Linked DNA regions of Zea mays: region 2 is linked to region 1. The links are chromatin contacts, called in public Hi-C maps. All regions are on one chromosome and are shown on one strand. The core of a region is the stretch at or near the end of the contact, and the rest is flanking DNA. Distances in the headings are between cores, read along the strand shown. Region 1 holds the start of LOC100383192 (WD40 repeat protein). Region 2 holds the start of LOC100279194.

Region 1 (6,308 bases), core at 1,382-3,881:
GATCCTGCCCAACACGGGCTCAAATTCCGGCGCCAACGACGGCTTAGCTCTCCATTGCTTCTTCTCAAGCCTCGGACCGTAGCTTGGAAGCACGAGGCAGTCGCTAGCCTCGGTACTGGCGATCACCCATTCAGCCTGCCAGTTTTCCCACCTCGCGCCGCTGAGGGAGGAGATATAGGAGCGGGCTAAATCCACCCTTGTCTGGAAATAATACGCTCTGAGATGGTCCTTGGCCTTCCCGGACTTCACCAGCACGAAAAAATGGTGGAAGAGAGAGGTGCACGGTGCCACCCCCACGAACATCTCACACAGGTGGGCAAAGATGGCCGCCTAAAGAATGGAGTGGGGTGTGAGGTGCTGGAGCTGGAGACCGAGGTCCTCCAACAGTAACATGAAGAAGGGGGAAATCGGCAACGTCAACCCGCACGAGATATAGGAGACAAAGAGCACGAACTCCCCGGCAGCGAGATCGCCAAGGGGGGAAGCGCCGGCCCAGATCCTACAGGCGAGCAACGGCGCGCTCCATCCGAGCATGAGGCACACCGTGTTGAGCCTCCTCTCGGACTGGTAACGCTCGGGATGAGCCAGAGAAGCCATGGCTGCTATGACGGCGAAAGGCAAATAAATGTGAGTACGACAGAGGCGTAGAGGACTCAGAGGAGGAAGGACGCAACAGTTGAAGAAAAGTGCGAATGCGAAACTGCTGGCCGCGGAATAAGTCCCTTTCTCTCAAAAAGGGCTCTTCCGCGCGCGTCTCAACTCCATCCAGCGCACGCCTAGTACTCACAGGGACTCGGTCCCCGACATGGGGGCCCAGGTCCACATGTCACGTACTTGGAGAACCAGCCTCCGAGTGCATGGAAGACGAGCCGTCCCTCCCCGGAAGCAAACCGTCACGCAGGACCGCACGTCGCCTAGGGGCCGCTGAAAGATATTTTTGAGGCGGCGGCAATAAGACGCCCCGCGCGCAGCCCGACGAAACCGGCGGAGGCGGGGGCCACGTACCTGCCAGCTGTGGGGACGGACGGGGCAGGCGGCTCGACTAAAGACAGATTGACAACAATTATGACAACAAGTGCCCAGAAATGGCGCGTCAACCAGGCTTTAGCCCCACCTACAGGGTCGTAACCTCCCCTGAGGCGGGCCCGGGGGCCACTGTCGGTACCCTGGAACAGGGGTACCCCTTACTATAGTAAGAAGGCGCGGTAAAACGCGCCTTACCCCGCCACGGGGGCAAACTCCGAGGCCGCCAGGATCCAGACCCCCGTGAGAGGATGCCGGACCCCAACATACCTAATTGGGATCTCAGTGTTCCCCTAAGACGGAACCCGGACCCCTCTAGGTGAGGTCCGGACCGTCCACAACGAGATCTCGGGGCGAGGTGTACCTTGGCTTAAGTCAGGGGCGTACAGGGGTCCGGCACAGACACCTGTCGGGATCTTGCCAGGCACGCCTACGCTCCCCGCCCGCGCGGGGAGCCAGTACTGCCACGTGGCCTGCGGACCGTGACGAAAGCCGGAGAGCAGGGCCTGACGTAAGGCTTCGGGGCCACGCGATCTCTGCATTTATTGCGGGAGATAGCGCGCCGCCTGACCGCCCTGCAGAAAGGCAAAGTGCCGACTCGGCATTTAATGCGCCTCGTCCACTCTGGTGGCAGATGTCGACCAGACCAGACGACATGCCTGTCCAATCAAGCAGCGGGCAGTACGCCCACGCCGCTGTACGCGCGTAGTGGTCATCATAACTTGGACGATACCGAGGAACCTTTGGCAGCACGCCAAGTCTACTTAGGCAGTAGATGTCAAGGCGCATGGAGATATCTCAAGGTGACCAACATTAGTTGCTCCGGGTATTCTAACCTTATGTCTCTGGGCCCGCATGTCGGGGTTCAAGGTCTCTTTGTGCATGCCCCCCTTCAACTATAAAAGGGGAGGCATACGATGTTACACGCAGACACAAGCTCAGACTCGCTAAGCTCATACAAGCTCCCAAACAATACAACTCACAAGTGGAGTAGGGTATTACGCTCCGGCGGCACGAACCACTCTAAATCCTTGTGTGTTCTTAAGTTCTTCCTGTTCATTCCAACGATCAAGTGAAACGCTGAGCCCCCCTCATCTTAGGATTTAGGGCGGGTGCACTCCGCCACCCGGTCGGAGATTTACTCTGTGACAGATATATTAAAATTTAAAAAAAATTATTTCCATTTTATGTTTTTGTTATCATGTTTTAAAGTTCTTCGTTTTGTTTCCTTATAACAAATCTATTTGGTGGACCTATATGTGCTTGTACTCAGATGCAGTACATGATATGATGTATTATAATTTTTTTTTGTTATTTTTCTACCTTAACACAAGGTGGTTGGTAATTATTGCCCAATTTTGATTACTTTATGTTACAAGAGTAGATTACATGAGTGGCCGATAAGCACTGTATTTTAATATACACGGTGGATTTGTTCGATGTTAAAACTTATGTAAAAATTCTTAACTTTAAAAGATGATAAAAACATAAAATAAAAAATAGATTTTTTTATTTTAACATATATCTTAGCCAGGTACGTACGTTCACCTAGTATGGGCTATGTGACGCTTTCACTGCACACTACAATCAATCAGCCGGCTTTTCCTCTCTTCCCCTCGACAGAAGCCCCCAAATCCGATACCTTCCCCTATCCACCTCGAGTCCCTTCCTTCCTTAGCGGCGGCGCGAAGGCGGCGGAGCCATGGGCGGAGTCGGCGAAGGTGACGCGTGGGCGGATCAGGAGCAGGGCAACGGCGGGGGCAGCCGTGGTGTTGGCGGTGGCGGCGGCGAGGCGAAGCGGTCGGAGATCTACACGTACGAGGCCGCCTGGCACATCTACGCGATGAACTGGAGCGTGCGGCGCGATAAGAAATACCGCCTTGCCATCGCCAGCCTTCTCGAGCAGGTCACCAACCGCGTCGAGGTCGTCCAGCTCGATGAGGCCTCGGGTGACATCGCCCCCGTCCTCACCTTCGACCATCAGTACCCGCCCACCAAGACCATGTTCATGCCGGACCCGCACGCGCTCCGCCCCGACCTGCTCGCCACCTCCGCCGACCACCTGCGCATCTGGCGCATCCCGTCCTCCGACGACGCCGAGGACGGCGCCGCCTCCGCCAACAACAACAACGGCTCCGTCCGCTGCAACGGCACCCAGCAGCCGGGCATCGAGCTACGCTCCGAGCTCAACGGCAACCGCAACAGCGACTACTGCGGGCCGCTCACCTCCTTCGACTGGAACGACGCCGATCCGCGCCGCATCGGTACCTCCTCCATCGACACCACCTGCACAATCTGGGACGTCGAGCGCGAGGCCGTTGACACCCAGCTCATCGCCCACGACAAGGAGGTCTACGACATCGCCTGGGGCGGCGCGGGGGTCTTTGCCTCCGTCTCCGCCGACGGCTCTGTTCGCGTCTTTGATTTACGGGACAAGGAGCACTCCACAATCATTTATGAGTCTGGTTCAGGTGGCAGCAGCGGCGGCGGTTCCAACTCTGGCGCCGGAGATGGTGGGACTGCGTCCCCGACACCACTCGTGAGGTTGGGCTGGAACAAGCAGGACCCAAGGTACATGGCCACCATCATCATGGACAGCCCCAAGGTGGTTGTGCTTGATATCCGCTACCCAACACTGCCAGTGGTAGAGCTACACCGTCACCATGCCCCTGTCAATGCCATTGCGTGGGCACCTCACTCTTCTTGCCACATCTGCACAGCTGGGGATGACATGCAGGCACTGATATGGGATTTGTCGTCTATGGGAACTGGTAGCAATGGCAGTGGCAATGGGAATGGTAACACAGCCGCTGGAGCAGCAGCAGAGGGCGGTCTTGATCCCATTTTGGCATATACAGCAGGGGCAGAGATTGAGCAGTTGCAGTGGTCGGCGACCCAGCCTGACTGGGTTGCAATCGCATTCGCCAATAAGCTTCAGATTCTCAGGGTCTGATTTCCTAGTTCCACCCTGTTTCAGTGAGGAGTAAAAAATGCTAAACTTGGATAATGAGCTGATGCCCGGAGGATAATCTTGCAATTGCTTTACTGTTGCTTATTTATGTTGTGGACAACTGATATTCATGGCGGGTTAGTTCTAGAAATAGAACAGAAGACTTTCTAGTTAGAAGCTGAATTGTCAATGAATTTGGTTTGTAGAGTAAGGAACTGCTCTGGTGTTAGCGATGGTGATAATGGGAACTGAATTTAGTTTGTTCTTGGTGCTCGAATTCTGCACGGTAGCATGTAGATTCATATCTTAACTTGCTTATTGAAAATGCAATGGTCATATGTGCCCTATAACTGATAATATTCCCCATGTGTTATGTTTTCACTTTTGTGCCTTTTTCTGAATGTGTTTTGTGTATTCCACAACATGGTGTGTTATATCTGGTCATTGAACCAGATGTTTTCCTTGTTATTTCTGGGTTGTAGAGCAAGTAGCTATGCATATTTTGTCTTGTTAATAGTTGGAATTGGGCACTGCAACTAAGTTATTATTTGTGCTTGAATGTTCTGCTTGGTAGCATTTGCATGTATATAACTCTTAAGGTTGCTTGTTCGAATTTGCATCCATCTTGTATGCATTAGAAGTTATAAAGTTGTGTTATGTATTGATAAGCTATTTAGTTTCATGAATTTCTTTGGCTGCCTTAATTATAATACCTGTAAACCTGTAGCTACAGATTACACATGTTATATCTCATCCCTTTTTTTCGCTTAATTTGCATCCTATAATATATATGTATCCTTGATTTTATAGCACTAAATGCTGGTGTGTTTTGATCCTTGCATTCAATATATAGCTAAGCTTTGTTGCTGCAACAAAGGATTTTTTGTTTTCAAAGAACAATGGCATAACAAAGTTCCCATGCGTGTTACGACGTTGCTTTGTAGGTTTCCTTTTCCTTTGCTGAAATTTTCAGGTGATTGTTTACCACTGGACTGGATAGGAAGGCATGGCTATGAGATGTAAGTGTTAAGCTTTCCTTGTTGCATGACATGGCACGGGATTCTTGTCAAAACTCTTACATCACTTAGTCACATGTCTGTATCTTTCTTGTGGACTTTGTTCCTTGAAATTATGTTACTCTAAAATACAGGGACATATCTCTGTGTTATGAGCTGAAGCATTGCCCCTTCAGTGTCTTCAGTTTTTTACCAACCGTATGGTTGCATAACTGCAATTCTTTAATTGCGCTCTTGGTTTAAGTTTGCTTCCCAGTCCTATTTGGGCTTCGAAGTTCCAAAACTGTATGAACCTTCGTATAACTGAGCCAATGCTGAAAGCCGAAAGGTTTTGTTGGACTCGACTGCTATCCTCTAGTGTGGGTGCCACATAGGTCCAAAAGCTTTATTCTGTTATCCATTGCTTTTAATTGAGGGATTTCCTGAAAACAAAAAGATGAATCCAATATTACTATATTTTTGAGAAACAAAAAAGAGAGTACCGGAATTGGTCTTTCATGTTTTTCTAGGGCTTGTTTGGGAGTAAAGATACCTGAGAGGATAGTAAGGAGAAAACTCCCAAACAAGCTTGTTTTTTTTTTTGTACTCTCAGTTCCCTCCCTCTGCAGAATCTGTTTTTACTGTTTCCCAGAGGCAAGTTATGAATAGGGCTGTTTTTACTGTTTTTTTGTACTCTCATCCAACACCAGTAGACCTCCACGTTTGGTTGCGGGACATATCAGCTCAGCTGTGGATTGGACTAGGGTGACAATGAGCTCTAAATTTTACGCTATAAATTTAAGGATAGGATTAAGATCAGACTTTATTTTTATTTTTTTGAACTAGAAACAATTTAGGGTCCTAATAAATTATGAAGAAGCATTTGGATCGTGATTCATTACCACCTCTAGATAGGACAGACTCTGATTATACGATAGACTCTCACTATAGGGATGGAATGTTCTGAAATGGTCTCTAGTCGTGTTTGGTGACGATCATTGTTTTTGTTTGGTTTGGAGATAGGTAGGGATAGATTGACCCCATCCTCCGTTTGGTTGGAGGGATGGAGGGGGACGTGAGGAATAGATGCTTATGTGTGGGATGTGAGGAGACTCAGTCTTTCTGGGTATGGCTTTGCCCCCACAATTTTGAGAGATAGCTAGACAATATCAATTGAGAATATTTCAACGAGGATGGTCCTGCCTGTCCTGACTCTGACACAAAACAACCCAATCTAAGGGATCGTTTTATCTTATCCTGTCTTGTCATTACAACTAAACACACTCTTACATTTTATTTAGTAGCCATGGCTACGTCTTTTGAGAACAAGGTTTGTCCCC
Region 2 (5,845 bases), core at 511-3,010, 250 kb before region 1:
ATGATGTCGCAATAAAACACTGGCGGACAATGGGATGAAATAACGAGTACAAAATAGCTGCCACCTGACAAAAGCTCAAAGTTATTGATGTGAATACCCAAACCAGATCCCAGTGCATACCTACAGAGACTCCATTCTTCTCACTTTCAACCAAAGCTGCATCCACTATATCTTTGAGAAAGATGGGCTTGACTCCCCGCTTCACAGCATTGCACGTGATGACAAGCTTAGGCTTGCAATCGACAATCCTTTGAGCTAGCGAATCTGCTGAGAAGCCAGCAAACACAACCTGTACAAGCATGGATGTATCACAACATAGAAAAGAAAACCTAGGGTTCACAAAACAACCAATACTGCAATTACCGAGTGAACGGCACCAATGCGGGCACAGGCAAGCATGGCAATGGGAAGCTCCAGCAACATTGGTAGGTATATAATAACAGCATCACCCTTGCCGACACCAAGGCTCTTCAAGTAATTTGCAAGCTACAAGCATAAAAGACCGGCTTAGACCTGGTCATCTTCTTTGAGTCTCTGAATGCAAGTGTTGTGACATGTGTGCTAGTACACTTGCCGTTGCCAGTTTTGCTTGTGGTAAACATTTCAGACATGAGCGTGCATTTACCTGGCAAACCTTCTCCAGGAGCTCGGAATAGGTAAGCTTCCCATCCTGACCGGGCTCATTACCCTCCCAGTACATTGCAACCTTGTCGCCATTGCCAGACTCGATGTTGCGGTCAACAGCGTTGTAACATATGTTGGTTTTCCCTCCCTTGAACCACTGTACAGGACCAAGAACCATGAGACGGATCAGAACCACCATAATATACCCGTTCATATTCCAAAGGGACGCTAACGTTTAGCTAACAATCATCAAACAACACTTACGTTGATCTGGACGGGTCCCTTGGTGACATCGAGGTTCTCCGAGCAGACCTCGGCGGGGTTCCACTTCTCCTTCCAGTAAAAGGTCTCGGCAATCTCCGACCAGAACCCGGCCGGGTCCTTAATGGACCTCTCATACATCTCGCGATACTGATGCCGACCATGAAAAATCACACCAAGACCGCAATGTTATTTACATCACCAATCATCGAAAACAAAATGAGAAACAAACACCAGCGCGGACGAATTGTCGTTCCCTGTCGGACTTCCCCAACAAGCCTGATCATGGCAAACCTCTCATCTCATTCTCATGCTTGCAATTGCAAAGTTGTGCGACGCCCAAAGTGAAAAGCGCCCGAGTGCTAAAGCAAACGCCTTTAGTCTAGAGCAAGCCGCTGATTGGATAAAAAAAAGACTCGATTTTGCATTTGCCTTCAACAGCACAAGAATCAACAAGCCGCAGGCGAGAGACGTCCGACGGGTACTAAGTTTCGGTTTTGCACACACCTGTTTCGGAGAAGAGACGAGGGCGCTGGCAGAGAACTCGGGGCTGGGGACGATGAGGTCGTTCTCCTCGGCGGCGAGCGACTCCCCGAGCACGACGGCGTTGATCCCCGAGATCTTGCCGGCGCCGGAGGGCAGCTCCGACATGGACTCGACGTGGCGGAGCTTGTCAGAGGGAGCGCCCTCTGCCGGCTGCTGGCCGTTGGCCGTGCCCATGGCGGTGGCTGTCGACGGCGGCTCGCGAGCAGGGGCGGGAGAGGCGGCGAGATCCGGGCGGAGGTCTGGGAGGGGGGCGTCCGTCAGCGACGGCTACCGCTGGACTCTCTTTTTATAAAACGGCGATGGCCGGTCGATCTCTGCTGCTGCTAGCGCCAGTGCTACCGGCCGAGTCCTTCGTGTTGACTTTGTTTTTCCGTCACGAGATGATTGAAAATAATAATGCAAGAGCTTTGAATGGTAGTACGCACTGTATTTCTTTGGTTTCGACGAGCGTACAGGATCATCTTTCTTCTTCTCTTCATTCTTTTTTACAAAGGGTTTACATGCCTTATTGACAGAGTCACACAGGGTACGATTTGTCGATTTACTTGTATTTTCTAAAATGTACAGATTGTTAAGGTTCATTTGTGTTCCTTCCAGCTAGTAGTTGGGGGTAATAAAACTCAACTTTTATGTCACTGCGTTGCTTTCCTGGTGGTTGCTGATTAGTGGATCTGCAACCACGTTGGATTGGGGAACCCAATCTTTCTGATTAGATTTCCATATCATATTCGTATCCCCGGCTGGGTGTGCACACGAGCGACGCGAGGGCCGAGGGACACCGAACAGGCAGCAATTCTATATTCGCCATTAGCGTGAAGCGGCCGCGATAAAACGAAGCTCACGTTGCATCCAGACCACATGTCCACATGAGCGGTAGATGCAGCGGCCGGAAGCATCGCGCTCGTCACTCGCGCGAACAGCTGACAGGCGGCTAAGCGGCCGGCCCTGTCCGCCTGGCTTTCGACACTATCTATAGCTGATCGGTGCACCTGATCGGTCGCTGTAGCTGTAGGGCCTGCAGGTGATTATTTGGGAGTCGTAGGTTGCAAAAGGCATTGTGATGTGTTCGTTGCAGCGGCGTGCGACCGTGACTTGGCAACATCTGTTCGCTCATGTTCATGATAGTATTTGCAACAAATTTTGTCTATAAACCTAAGGATTTGCAATGTTTTTGTACATTGTTATCAACTAAAACGGGTCATTTGTATATCTTCATTTTGAAAGAATTAGAATTTATTTCATAAATAGGTTATTTGGTTTGGAATTTGTCATTGCACCACTTTCCAAAGTTTAGATATTTGTCATTGCACCAGACCGTACAATCCAACTATTCATGTGAGATCATACTAAGTGTGTCTGTAGTGTGGTCGCCGTCTTGTACTAGACATGCAACATTTAGAATGATATATGCAACATTTTGATCAAAAGCTCAATAGTGAAAATGTCGGAAGCAGTCTGAGAGAGGTTATCTCGGAGACCCACTTATGTATGGAAAAGGTCAAGTGCTATCTATAGAGTTATCTAACTGAGAGCTTGGCTCTTGCGAAGACATCTTTGTGATAGGCTCCAACAAGTAATAGGGGAAAGTCGTTTGCTTCTTGATACCTTGGTAAAAGTATGGTGATGTCGAATAAGAGTTTCTATCTCTATCGGTCTTTAGATTCTGTATTTATATTGTGTATCTTAGAGTGTGCTTTACCTTCCTAGATTAAGGACTTTTTGGTTCAGATGTAAATTCCTGGAAATTTGATTCTAGGCGTGAGAAAGTTATTGTGAGTTGACGATTGTGAAAAACTGAAATTTATTTGGTTGAAACAACTCTTAACTATAGATTCTATAAGAACATGAAAGTTTGTAATATGAATGACATGAATCTAGAAAATCTGGGGTAGAAGGTGATTCTGAATTGAACTAGTGAAATATGTAGTTTTTTAGGAATCTATTATCTTGTTGTACCCATTTGATTGAGATTCTAGATTTTTGGCAGCAAATCGATTCAAAAAGCTGAACCAAACACACCCTTAGCCGATAGGATTGAAATCTAGTTTGCATTACTCTTTTGTATAAATATAAAAATACACCTAGTAAACTTTAGGGGTATTTGGTTTCTAGGAACTAATTTTCAGTCCATCCATTTTATTCTATTTTAGTCACTAAATTAACAAATATGGAAACTAAAATAGAGAGACTAAAAATTAGTTCTTAGAAATCAAACAGCCCCTTACTTACACATTTAAATAGTTTATTTATTGTATAATTTTTTGACTAGGTAAAAATTAGAAGTCATGGTTAGAATTAGAGTTTTAAGTTGTCTAATTTGCGTTTCTTAGGTGCCACACGGTCCCTCCAAAAATCAATGATCTGATATGGATGCTCCTATTTTTTGGGATTAGTATAGAATTGGCGGCACTAATTAGTAGGGGACAGTTGAAAGAGAGTATGTTGTGGATGGTTTCCAACACGTCGAATCACATTTTTTACATACTACAATGAGGTCTAATGTGGATTTTCTAAATAGGAAAAGAAAGACAAAGAAATTGGATGTATAGATCAGGCATATGCATAGCTAAAGCTTCATACAAAAAAAAAACGATATGCTTTCAACAATTTTATGTCCTATGAAATCAACAATCAATATTCAAACAGGAAAACATAGGTCTCAAGGATAAGAGTTGGCGTTGTATGTTTGAGTTCTAGATCCTGTCGCTGCAACTCGGAGGCAACAGCTAGCGCTCACCTATATTGTTCCAACGAGCAGGTTGGAATGTTGGGTAAAGAAAGCGAAATATAATGTTGAGACAAAACGACAGGGATTGGATCAATGTCAATGTTAAAATTGAAGTACCCACCATGCATGCATTGATCATGAAGACTGAAAAGGATGCTTGACGTTGATATATATATGGCTGGTTGGTTTTAGCTTTTGTGCTTTGGACTGGGGCGCTGGAGTGGAGTAGTAATGCCTTCGATCGCGACGCCGCGGGACCAAACTTCGATTTCAATTTCGGGATCCACCAAGCGACTGGGAAATATCTGTCCAATGAAATTTAACTATTCAGAAAGAAAGTTCCACATAGTATTGCGGATAAAAACGGATAAAAACTCAAAACTGCTGTGTCTATATATAGAGAGACCAGGGGGGTATTGTCGACAGTTTGTGATGTTAACCAGCAAGACACATGCTGAATTTTGCTTGTAGTCCGAATGGGAGATGGACCTGCCCAAGTGCCCGGAGCACCTTACGTACAAAGTCAAGCAAATGAAATCAAAGTAATCCTATCAAATAGATATATATCTACACTATAAATAAGAGTAATTTTAATGTCAGCTGGTCTTTTCTTTTCAATGTTAGTATTAATAGCTTTAATTTTAGAGAAATTGACCTAACAGGACATTAATGTATCTGGGCCAAATGCTTGGATAACCTAACTTATGAACAAATGGATAGGTTTTTAATGATGACAAAGTAGGAATTTAAATATCCGTTAGCAGGTCAGTAAAGTGTTCGATGGTACATACCCTCCAAATTCTAGGGGCTCTAAATATTGATACTGTAGCACCTATGACTATATTATTTACACATAATTATATTATTTAAGGATCACTATAGTCATGGTAAATGTTTTGCTTTGGTACAATCATAGTTAGAAACAGGTACAGTGGTAGCGACCCGCGACTTGGGAACGTCGTCCTCGACCCGAATAAGCGGGGTCATTTTCGTTGCTACCATCGTATAAAAATCTCTCACATGTAGTGTACCCCGTTCCTCGACCCTATTAATCTAGGAACTTTGTGACTATGGATATAAACTTTTGCTTGTCTATTCTAAGGAACTTGGTATAATCTTTCCAATTGTATATTCTAAGGAACTTGATATAATCTTTTGTTTCGATTGTAATTTCATTGATATGCAATACATTAGAACTTTACACTATTATAGTTTTTTTTCATAGTGAGATATGTCTCGTTCTAGAGTTTGGTATAGGGGCACAGAAATTGCTGGCACGACCCTATATGTTAGAGCTAGTTTAGATTACCCATTCTCCATGAAGATTTGAGGGGATTGAAGAGAAAATTAGTCCATTTCTCCATCAACCCACTCTGATCTTCATGGGGATTGGGTGTATCCAAAGTAAGGCTTGGTGTCGGTCCAGGATCTAGATAGAGGGGCCTCTAATTATATGTCGCTGCTTCTAGATACAGGAACTTCAGTTGTTGCGATTACATCAAAACAATTTAAACTTGAGTGGAGATGTGTTAAGGATATATGAAAGGGAAATATCCTTAACCATTTTCTCTAATTGATTTTGGTGCTTGATGACCATCACAACCTTATGGACTAACTAGTATGCCTAGTCTTTGATTCACAGGTGAACAAGTCCATTCAATCCAGTTCTAAAATAGAAATAGCTCA

Evidence for each region. Hi-C and Micro-C count contacts between places; a contact is called where the count stands out from the background.
Region 2: a contact with region 1 is called in a Hi-C map of leaf, with 2.7 times the contacts expected there. The contact joins the promoter of LOC100279194 here to the promoter of LOC100383192 in region 1. A contact is called at or near these places in 5 of 25 Hi-C or Micro-C datasets (bundle sheath, leaf and tassel).

The regions. Positions count from the first base shown.
Region 1 is chr5:170,697,346-170,703,653 of Zm-B73-REFERENCE-NAM-5.0, reverse strand. It overlaps LOC100383192 (WD40 repeat protein), which reads left to right and starts at 2,631. Exons shown (of 1, transcript NM_001175855.1): 1 at 2,631-4,331. The coding sequence starts at 2,726. The coding sequence ends at 3,976. It overlaps LOC118472069 (a long non-coding RNA gene), which reads left to right and starts at 4,999. Exons shown (of 2, transcript XR_004849601.1): 1 at 4,999-6,308.
Region 2 is chr5:170,949,132-170,954,976 of Zm-B73-REFERENCE-NAM-5.0, reverse strand. It overlaps LOC100279194, which reads right to left and starts at 1,760. Exons shown (of 18, transcript NM_001367369.1): 1 at 1,393-1,760; 2 at 889-1,035; 3 at 626-781; 4 at 364-486; 5 at 121-289. The coding sequence starts at 1,605.